Regions from separate parts of the Pan troglodytes genome. Here region 1 is linked to region 2. Evidence: chromatin contacts called from public Hi-C data. All regions are on one chromosome and are shown on one strand. The core of a region is the stretch at or near the end of the contact, and the rest is flanking DNA. Distances in the headings are between cores, read along the strand shown.

Region 1 (5,196 bases), core at 419-2,918, 520 kb before region 2:
AGAAACATCTAAGTAGGTAGGTAATCCAACTATGACCCTTTGATAATGGGATGAATTCAGCTATAAAGAGGCTATATAACAAAATGCCTTATAAAGTACAAGGTATGACTTTTGTAGAAGATGATAAAAACACTTTTGAAAGTAAAAACTAGGGAGAGAACAAATACTGAAGCATTAATATCGATGTTGTTTGTGGCCTTTCATTTCCAGTCATTTCCATTTGCAAAGTATTAATTATAACCGTGATTAAGTTTGCCTTGTAGATTGCATTTGGATGAACTCTAAGGCAGATGTGCAGATTCATTATTTTGTATCTCAGTTAATTTACGTGTCCCTAGGAAAGCACATTAAATCATACAACTCATCTTTCATCAGAGTTGAGCACTTGTATTTATTTGTTTTAAATTCGTATCTTCATGCAAAGCCATTGCCTTCCATCTCCCTAAGTGAGAACTGTATTTTATTTTTCTCTCCCAAAGAAACAAACTCAGGAATCTAATAATGAACCCAAATTGGTTTACTGGGAAAGGACAGGGAAACAAATGGAGATGCTGTCCAAGTATGCTGCCACCCAAGGAGAACCCTGCTCCCAAGAAGTCGTTTTATTTCTAAGCAAATTGTTCTGAATATATAAAGCTCACAGGCCCTCTTCCAAACCACAATTTTCTCCCAGCAGGGCATCTGAAATGGAATTGTGACTGCTGCCTGTGCTATCCCTCAAGTCTCTCTCATCCGACACAGAACCCAGCCTAGTTAAGACGGTCAAAATCCCAAGTTTGGCTTCCCTATTTAATGTGTAAAATGTTTCCTTTTTTGTTTTTTGTTTGTTTGTTTGGAGATGGAGTCTCGCTCTGTCGCCCAGGCTGGAGTACAGCGGCACAATCTTGGCTAACTGCAACCTCTGCCTCCCGGGTTCAAGCGATTCTCCTTCCTCAGCCTCCCAAGTAGCTGGGATTACAGGTGCCCACAACCATGCCCAGCTAATTTTTGTATTTTTAGTAAAGATGGGGTTTCACCATATTGGCCAGGCTGGTCTTGAACTCCCGACCTTGTGATTTGCCCGCCTCAGCCTAAGTGCTGGGATTACAGGCCTGAGCCATCGTGCCTGGCAAAAATGTTTAAGTCTGATTTACATGGAGCTGGAACGTTTCCTTTGAAATTAAAAACCAAAAATCACAGATGACAGCAGAGGGCACCCTTCCCTCTCATATGCAGTTGACACTCTCACCACCTGGGGAAAAAGATTTTGTTTTTCTGGGTTTCTTGGGGTTGACAATGGACACACACTCCAGTTTGAGATGACACACCCGTTACTGGTTGATCCTTGTCTCTCCCCATTCCATTTTCCTTTTCTCTCTGAGCTGACTGACCTTATCTTTGGGGAACCACAGAATAAAAGGAGTGGTTGCCGGCAGAATCCCTGAGGAATGTATTTTTTCTGTACAGCTTGCAATGCTCCAGAAAGGACTAGAAGTCTTGCTTCTTTGTGGAGGCCTAAATGCGTAGTTGAGATTTGTGTTGGGTCCAGTCCCCCAATTATATTCCCCTAAGGGAAAGCAGACAGGAAGCTATAAAATTCAGAACATTCATGCCCTTAGCCTCCATTTCTCATTGTGCAATCTCCTTGTTTGGGACCCACACTGATCCTGCTGTCAGCAGTAATGAATGCACACAGCACATGTTGGGGTCAGAATGAAGGATACTTGAGAAACATCAGTTTAGAGAATCGTGGGTGAATGTTAGCCCACATAATCTCCCCCAACAGAAGAGCTGTTTCAGCAGCAGCTGGGAAATGCAGTCAGCATCATGGCTAGAAGGAAAATGAGTGAAATTATTACAGGAAAATGGCAGATTCTAAATATTTTCCTACGAGTCCTTTAAGAAGCAATGCATATGAAAACATTTACTTCTTGGGTCAATATTTTATATTTAATCTAGATAAAATGCCTACTTCCTTTATCTGACTCTCCATTGTTTTTCACGATTGTGGTTTTGATCTGGACTTTTCATCCTGCCCCCAATAGCCCTACAAAGAGGGCTCAAGATTGCCAAATAAGGCAATAGGTTCCTGCCCATCACCACATGTGGTCATGGCTGGGCTATGTGTGGAGGCAGCCAAGGAAACAGGAAAACTACAACCTTTTTTGGAAAGTCTCCTGTCTTTCTGCCTGGAGAAACGTGAGAATTGCTTCAGTGACTCATTCCCTCAAGGTTGTGGGGAGGATGAATTTTGGCTTAAATGCCTTTTAATTTGCAGGTTTAATGGTGAAAGTTACCAATCAGAGCAGGGTATGTATTCATCATCATTCATTTAAAACCTTTTCTTTAATTTGGAGAGCCACCACGTAAGAAATGTTTTGAAGGTGAAACCCCGTCTCTACTAAAAATACAAAAAATTAGCCAGGTGCGGTGGCAGACGCCTGCAGTCCCAGCTACTCAGGAGGCTGGGGCAGGAGAATGGCGTGAACCCAGGAGGCGGAGCTTACGGTGAGCCGAGATCGCACCATTGCACTCCAGCCTGGGTGACAGAACGAGACTCCGTCTCAAAAAAAAAAAAAAAAAAAATGCTTTGTGGTCAGCATTCTCCCTCCTTGGACTGCCTGGTATTCTCTTTCTTATAGTGACATCGTCTGCTAACAGAAGACAAATGTGCCAGGATGATGGTGATGTCCTAAGTGAGAATCATCTACTCAATCTCTTACTTCAAAATGTTTTCCTAAAAACTCTTGCCCCAAACCCCTTCAGATGTTAGCTGGCAGTTGACAATAGAATGGGGGATTGGTAGGAATTATGGGGCAGCACAGACGATCTATCTAGGATGCATGCATGTAGTTGTAGACTTTATCAGATATGTGTGGACTGAAGAGCTATATAAAGGAAAAGCCCATAGTATGGGTGGTTTTTGAAAATCATAGCTAAGATGAATTCTGGGCTCTGAATGGATTAACACACACACTAGGCTTGCCCCAGACTTCAACTCTTTTTAAAACCATAGTTTAAACTTTGCTACCAAGGACCAAGCACTTGGTGGTGTAAAGTAGTGATCAGGGCACCACCTCTTTTTCTCCGCCTGTCCTTCTGAAGCATTCCCCTGCCTCTGACTAGATTACCGTCTATTTAAAGACAAGACCAGATTTATGTTTTTTGGATTTCCATTCAGTGTCCACCACTTACATATTATAGGTGCCCAATTAACATGTGTTGAACAAATACAGTTGGAAGAGCCACCCCTGCTCTTTGCTGCGGACAAGGGAAAATACATCTCTATGCTTTTTCCTTTCAATTTCAGAAACTAGAAGGGGGTGGTAACCCTGCCTTAGAATTTTTTCTGGTCCAAGGTAAAGAATAGTGTCTGATTCTGATCTTGTGCCAAGCCTTTGTATACTTCATTTCTAAAAGTAGAAATTAAAGGTAAATGGCCCTGCTGTTTGAAGTGGTGCTATTATAGGCTTTGCTTCTTGTGTACTACGATGCCCCTAGCAATATTCTTCTTAGAAGCAGGACGGTGTGAATAGAGAACCCACCTTCTATACAGCAGTAATATATGTTGGTGTTTCCATTGTGGGAAGGAGAACCAAGGCAGATTCAATTGTCCCTTCATGGATTGAGACTCCCCAGTTTCTGAGAATCACTGTCCTTTGCAAGTGTGTGTGTGTACACACATGTGCACATGCATGTAACAATACATGTCCACCAAGAAGTAGTTACTCGTAGGAAACTGAGACACTGCAGGAAGAATAACAGAGTCTCCTTCCTGCCACTGACAGGTGCTTCAGAGGGTTTTCAGAGTAGCCCAGACTGTGGCTCCTCCATACTGAAGGTTTCTAGGCATTATCGTGTCCTGAGGGTGGCCATGGTGGAGAAAGGACCTAGACAAGTCCAAATATTGTCCATAGGGAGAAGGCTTGAAAATGGAAATGTGAAGAATGGACTCTGTCTTGAAGAGAGAAGCAAGGCAGGGAGCTTGGTTTGCAATATCAACTCTTAACATTTATTAAGGGCTTGCCATATGCCAAGCCCTGTGCTAAGCACTCTATACTCATTTATATATTGTAAACACCCTATGAGCAAAGTGCTGTTATTGTCCTTGATGCGCAGATGGGAAAACTGAGGCATGGAGCGTTGAAGCAATTTGCCCAAAGTCACATAGGAATGATGGATTAGACTTAGATTCATGCATTCCAGCTGCTTCAGAGCCACACCCATAATGACTATGCCACCTGCCTCTCACATTCCTGAAGGTACTGTGGTAAAGATGTGACTTTATCCTTATAACTTTGTTAAACTCTGGGAACAGCCTGATGCAGAATCCCCATACAAGCTATTTCCAGGCTGTCATTTTTCTACCTTTCAGTAAGGCAGACAGCATACATACAGCCTTGTGTTAATGTGTGAAATTAAGGAGAGAGTGGAGTATGAGAGCTTGGATTTCCCTGACTTACATAGAGAGGGGAAGATGCTGTCTCTGCATTCCCAGAGGGAAAGTGCAGTCAAGGAAGAGCTGGGGGCCATGTGGATAGATTGGCGGGGTGGGGGAGTTGGCGGGGGGCCTTTCACTAGGAGGATGGGACCTAGGGAGGTGACGCAAAAAAATAAAGATCGCAATGAAGCAACCCCTAACACCTGAGCAAGGGCCACAGAAGGAAATGGCACTTCTCTTGTTGAAGCAAGAATAGTATGGCTTCTTTGTCTGAAAGATAGAGATAGGGATAGAGAGAAAATTAAAAGTGGTATTAAAACTCCCTAGCTGGGTAAGAGTAACTTGGCACTTTCAATAACTTATTGCACTCAATTTGCAATTTCAGGGCGTTGTGTAATTGCCAAAAAGCAACAGTCGTGGGCTGTATTTAGTCCCACTACCTTATTCACATGTAGTCAAGCATATTTCTTAAATAATTTCGTGTTTTGGGTACTGCAATTTAGTGGCTCTGCAAAGTGGCACCGGAGGGTCTAAAGACCCTTGCTGAGATGGGTCAGGACGTGGGTTCACACATGGACTGGAGATGGGTGGGTGATAGAGGGGTTGCCTATCTGCCCACACCCCTCCGGATTTGTACCTTCATTGTCTCGAATGCCTTGGTTAGCACTTCCTCAGAAAACCTTGAGATATGGATTCAAGTGCAAGTCATTTATTTGAGAGGTGACCCCAGGAAGTACTGGGTTGGGAGTGGGAAAGTGAGATAGGTAATGGAAGGA
Region 2 (5,591 bases), core at 2,983-5,482:
GCAGCTTTATGGGCGCTCCTATGTAAATGAGGTGATGTCACCCGCCGGCCCGCTTAACTCCTTCGCGCCGCGTCTCGGAACGGCATCCGGAGGCCTGCCGGGCTTTTGGGGAGCCCCACCCCCACCCGGGGTCCACTAGTGCATGCACCCTAACCACAACGATGGCGAAAAAATGAGCAAAGCACCCTCCAACACTTCATAACACATTTTCCCCTTTTACGTTTATTTCATTACGATGAATTTTTGCAACAGCAGCGCAAAAATTGCTCTTGGGGACCAGTGCATAATAACTAAGGGTCGGGGTGGCACCTGGGGTGACAGGCATTCTTTTACTTCGAAACTGCCTTTGTCTACTGTGGACATCTCCACACAAGGGCGCGGTGTCCCTCCCTGGAGGGCCTGGCCCGCTGCAGGGGTACGATTCCTGTGACTCAGCTTTCAGACCAGTGGCGGGCATGCGCCCCACCCCGGGCCTCTTTGTCTTCCTCGCTGGCGTTCCTCTTGCCTTGGGTGGGACGTAAAGCACCCTTAAGTGATTTTAAAAGAGAAAGTTTCATCACTGAAACATCCATATTGTTTCATCAGCATAATTTTTGTGAGCACTCGCGTCAACAGTAGTATTTGCTGGGTGTAAGGTAATTTGGAGTTTATAGGGTAAAACACCTCCCTCTTAGCAAAATAAGTCAAGCTCAAGCTCTGCCATTGACTTTACTGCCGGACAATGAGGAAGTTCTTTACCTTCCTCTTCCTTATTTTCATAAATTATAAAAGTGATGGCTAAGGAGGCCTGCGTTGAATTCCAAAGACTACAGTTACATTATCTCTAATGTCTTAAGGTGAAATTCAAAAATCAAATTATATTTTCAAGGGAGCGTTTCCAGCACTAGGACATCACTGAAGTGCATCTGCATCTGGAAATATAAGAGATTCGGGTAGAGGGAAGCAGTTTTCAAAATGGCACCTGACTCTGTGAATACCAGTGACCCACTTGCTACTGAAAATTAGTTACAAATACCATGCCACGCGCCTGCAAATGGCGTGTGAAAGGAAAAAGACTCGCCGGTTATAAAGAGGCCTAGCTGTGATTATTTCTAAGAGACAAGGCAGTGTGCAAAATATTCCTTCTCCTTTTCCGTGGCCTGGGGAAATGTTTTTAGAAACCCCTTGCTAATCATTTTTATGGCACAGGCTTTTGTCTCGCTGGGGATTAGAGTCAACCTTATATATAGACCCTTGAATGCCACTGCCAGCAGCTTGGACTTCCCCGTTTCTCCATCTACTTGACTTCCTTTTTCCTGGGGAGGAAGGAGGTGGGTGTGAGCAGGGGCAGGTGACCGTCTGGTCCCCTAGTTAATGCTCTGCTGGGTGGCTGCCTTCCTGGCCTCCGAATGGGGCACTGGACCTGTTCGTGCATGCACCAAATGTCACCTGTCTGGTAACAGTCCCCCCTCCCCTGTTCCATGTTGGGAGTCCACTTCATCGTTGAAACACAGAAAAGATCTTGCAGGGTGCCTTTTCGCCCGTTTAGCTGGCAGCTGCCGTTGTACCGACACCGTTTCCGCAGGTTCTGTGATTCCATTTCCCCTCACCCAGAGGCTGTCGAAAATCATTTCTTTCCTGCCAATGTCTCCTGATGACAAAGGAGTGCCACTACCTTCTCCTGGCTTCTTCTCCCAAGGGCCTTTCCTCAGAAAGGGTTAGGCCTCACTGAAGCAATTCTCCAAAGGAGATGGACGAATGCAAACTTGGAAATGTCTGGAGAAGTTTTCCAGTGCGGTAGCAAGCAGCCTTCCACTGTGCTGAGACCCTGATGGAGGGCAGGTGGAAACAGAGAGGAAGAGAAAGAGAGACGACTGCTTAAAGGAAAAGAGTTCCCCTGATTGGGACTGACCTGCCAACCGGTCAGGAGACCTAGAGAGACAGGAAAGGGAAGGGTGGTGCAGATACAAGGAAATGCAAACCAAAGGAATATTCTTAAAAGTTGCATGACTCTGGCCATGTGAATGAATCTTTCTGTGCTGGAGTTTTCTCATCTGTAAAATGGGTTCATTGCAACACCGACCTCACAGGGTTGTTGGGAGGATTAAATGCTTCGGACAGTGCATGACAATTAGTAAGCTCTTTCTATTGTTATTATTCGTATGATTTAGGATGGAAGGTTGAGGAAAAATAATAAAATAATTGTCTTAGTGTTTAGAATTAATTAAAAATTTTAGGTGTCTTGATATTATTTCTCCTATAGAGAAATTTATATATTATTATATATTATTTCTATATAATTTATATGAATATATATTATTATTTTCACTTACAAAATGTTGATAGAAGATCTTTTGATAGTTTTACAGCAAATAAAACATGACAACTCCTGTCGGTTGATATTTTCTAAGAGTCATAAGTTTTACATTTGTTTTTTCCTTTCTTTCCCACCGCCTTTCCATAAGAAGTTTCCAGATGGGAAAACTGAGGCTTAGAGAGCCATCATTGGGTTACCTCAGCTGGTAGCCACTCTGTTCTATATGCCAAGAACATATAAAAGTCCTCCCCACATCCTCTTAGTCTGTACCCGAGAATCACCAGGAAGAGTGTGAGGAGCTAGGCAGTTGTGCTTTCCACAGCGTCTGGTGGATAGTAATTGCTCAATAACACTTCTCCCACTGCATTGAATTGATTTTCTTTTCTTTTCTTTTTTTGAGACAGTCTCGCTCTGTCACCCAGGCTGGAGTGCAGTGGTGTGATCTCGGCTCACTGCAACCTCCACCTCCCGGATTCAAGCCATTCTCTGCCTCAGCCTTCCATGAATTGATTTTCTTAAATGAGGGAGGTACTTGAACTCAGGTGTTGAACCTGTGACTCTAATTGCCTTGCTTTCTTCTCCCCAGATAATTAAATCCATTTAGTCTTAATGTTCTAGATGTCAGAATGTTCCAGGATCATCCCTGCCCCAGGCAGCTACATTTATAAGTCTGTTAGTATGTGCCGGGCACAACTACCATTGAGGTAGGAGTTTTCGATCCCAATTAAAAAGACAGAGGCACACAGGGGCAAAGGAACTGCTTACAATGGGTGCAGACATTGTTCCCAGTGAGACCCCCCCCCCCCCAAAAAAAAAGGCCTTGGGTGACTCCGGGTTGTATGGTGCACTCTGGCCTTGGGGCTCTCTGGTGAAAGATAAGTAGAGTCCACTTTGCGCCTGTCCTGCCTTCCTCATCTCACGGGCCACAGCGCCCAATGAAAAATGTGCCAACATTGCCTGCGTTGAAGGGCGGTTCCCCTCCAACCCTGTGTCTGGTGGAACCCGGAAAAGGTGACAGGGGACGCAGTTTTATTTTGCTTTCCAGGGCGGGCCTGGGATAGAGTCGTGGCTATTTCTAACTGTGGAGAAGTTGGCTAGAAGTCTGAATTCATGAAAATGAGTTCTATTAGTTTGAACCTATTTAATTTTGTGCCAAAAACTTGCCAGAAGAAGAGAAGAAGGAAGAGGAGGGAGGAACGGAAGAACAGGAACAAAGCTGAGCTCCCAGCTCTTGCTTTCTCAAGCCCAGATCCCTTTGTCTGAGTTTCAGGGCCTCCTACCATCTGCCCCACCTGCCTGCACCCCACGTTCCCCTGTGGCCCCTGCAGTCTCCATCTGGTCTCCTTCACAGCAGAGCCCTCCTTCCACTGATTGGAATCTAAAACCCCTTAAAGACACGCCTAAGTCCCCCCTGTGAATAACAGGAAAATGAAAAGAGAAAGGATATTTAGTAGACTAGCTATATCTTGTAACCTCAGCTATAAGCCCTTTTAAACAATATCTGATTCCATTCTTACCCTATGGAGTGAGTACTAATATCCCCATTTTACTACTAAAGAATTGAGGCTCCGAGAATTTAAGCAATTTGCTCTTAATCAAATGCCCAGGTCTGTCTACCAATTCTTTCCACCGAGGCCTATCTCTGCCTTATCTTTAGTTGAAGTATCTTTCTCCAGGACTCCCACCCAGAGCGGACCCACATGGTGCAAAGAGGAAGGCGAGCAGGGGGTGGCAGGAAAGCAAAGAGGAGTGAAAGAACACCCTCGCCTGTGCTCAGTGCTGAGTGCCGTGCTGCTAATTGTCCTGTTTGCTTTATTGATCCGATGGAAACTTTAGAGCCAAAAGAAATGTAAAAGGGGATCTCATTCAACCCAGTTTCCCTTCTGTGGCTTGAATTTTCCTCTACAACATCCCCTCCAAGTGGTTACTCAGCCTCCACACAGCCAGGGAACAATACGGAAGCAGAGAATCTTCGAGTTAACGCAGGGGGCAATGAGTAGCTGAGCTTGGCAGGCACTTGCGTAAAATGAGAGAAAGTGACAGGAAATAACGCTGGGAACCAGGCAGGGGCCAGGTTGTAGAATAATGATAGTAACAATCATGGCTGTAACCATAGCAGTAATAACAGCAAGTGCTTTCTGAGTGCTTTCCATATACTGGGGAGCTTTCCATGTAGTATTTCCCGAATCCTCACACAATCCTATGACAGTGGCACCGTTATTTTCCTCATTTTGCAGATGAGAGAATTCTAGAGGGATTAAATAACTTCCCCAAGAAAACACAACGAAAGCCAAAGGCAGGATTTGAACTCAGACTGGCTGGCTCAGAAGCCGCCTCATTTAAACACTACTCTTCTCTAGAATCCTAAGGCCTTTTAAAGGCTTTGTTCCATACGCCAGATAAGGGTAAAGTTATATTGTCTCAATCAGCTGTCTAGCTTTTTCATCATGTAGATGTTTCTTCTCTTTTTCTTTTTCTTTTTTTTTTAAGAAACAGGTTCTCTCTATGTTGCCCAGGCTGGTCTCAAGTTCCTGGGCTCAAGCAATCCTTCCACCTCGGCCTCCCAAAGTGCTAGGATTACAGGGGTGAGCCACCGCACCCAGCCTACATCATGAAGACATTTAAACATAGATATCGTAATAATGTCATATACATTAAAATTTTCCCTGCCCCAATTTTCAAATTATTTCATTACAGAAATTCAATCTGCTCTTTTTCCTCCTCCTGCATGGCCAAGGCACTGGCAATAAAGAGAATTTGTATCCTGAACGTTAGTAGTTTTCCTCAGCTTTTCACTACTTCAATATTTTTCTTTTTCTTTTTCTTTTTTTTTTTTTTTTTGAGTCGGAGTCTTGCTCTGTCACCAGGCTGGAGTGCAGTGGTGCAATCTCGGCTTACTGCAACCCCCGCCTCCCAGGTTCAAGCGATTCCCCTGCCTCAGCCTCCTGAGTAGCTGGGGTTACAGGTGCACACCACCACTCCCAGCTAATTTTTTGTAATTTAGTAGAGACAGGGTTTCACCGTGTTGGCCAGGATGGTCTTGATCTCCTGACCTCGTGATCTACCCGCCTCAGCCTCCCAAAGTGCTGGGATTACAGGCGTGAGCCCGGCCTTACTACAATATTTTTCTAAGAAGTCATTCATATTACAATGGCTAAAAAAATTAGTAGGTTCAATAGCATATTGAAAGGGGAGGCATTACACACTCCCAATGGCTTTCTGTGTTAAAAATGACAAACCTTTGATTCCATTGTGAAGCAGAATTATGCTTAGCAAGTAACAAGTGTTTGTATAT

What was found. A called contact is a pair of places that touch in the nucleus more often than the background predicts.
Region 1: a contact with region 2 is called in a Hi-C map of stem cell-derived neural progenitor cells, with 7 times the contacts expected there. The contact joins two enhancer-like sites. A contact is called at or near these places in 3 of 7 Hi-C or Micro-C datasets (induced pluripotent stem cells and stem cell-derived neural progenitor cells) and 1 of 1 datasets of contacts at active chromatin or transcription factors (stem cell-derived excitatory neurons).

What each region holds. Positions count from the first base shown.
Region 1 is chrX:14,061,298-14,066,493 of NHGRI_mPanTro3-v2.0_pri, reverse strand. No RefSeq gene overlaps it. Among named protein-coding and RNA genes, the nearest start is that of EGFL6, 82 kb to the left of the region's middle. Within about 2 kb of position 1,668, at least 9 of the 24 cell types and tissues checked have an H3K27ac peak or open chromatin away from gene starts, as enhancers often do. A contact at or near this core is called in stem cell-derived neural progenitor cells, where this site is marked.
Region 2 is chrX:13,546,907-13,552,497 of NHGRI_mPanTro3-v2.0_pri, reverse strand. It overlaps TMSB4X (thymosin beta 4 X-linked), which reads right to left and starts at 5. Exons shown (of 3, transcript XM_520932.9): 1 at 1-5. Within about 2 kb of position 4,232, at least 7 of the 24 cell types and tissues checked have an H3K27ac peak or open chromatin away from gene starts, as enhancers often do. A contact at or near this core is called in stem cell-derived neural progenitor cells, where this site is marked.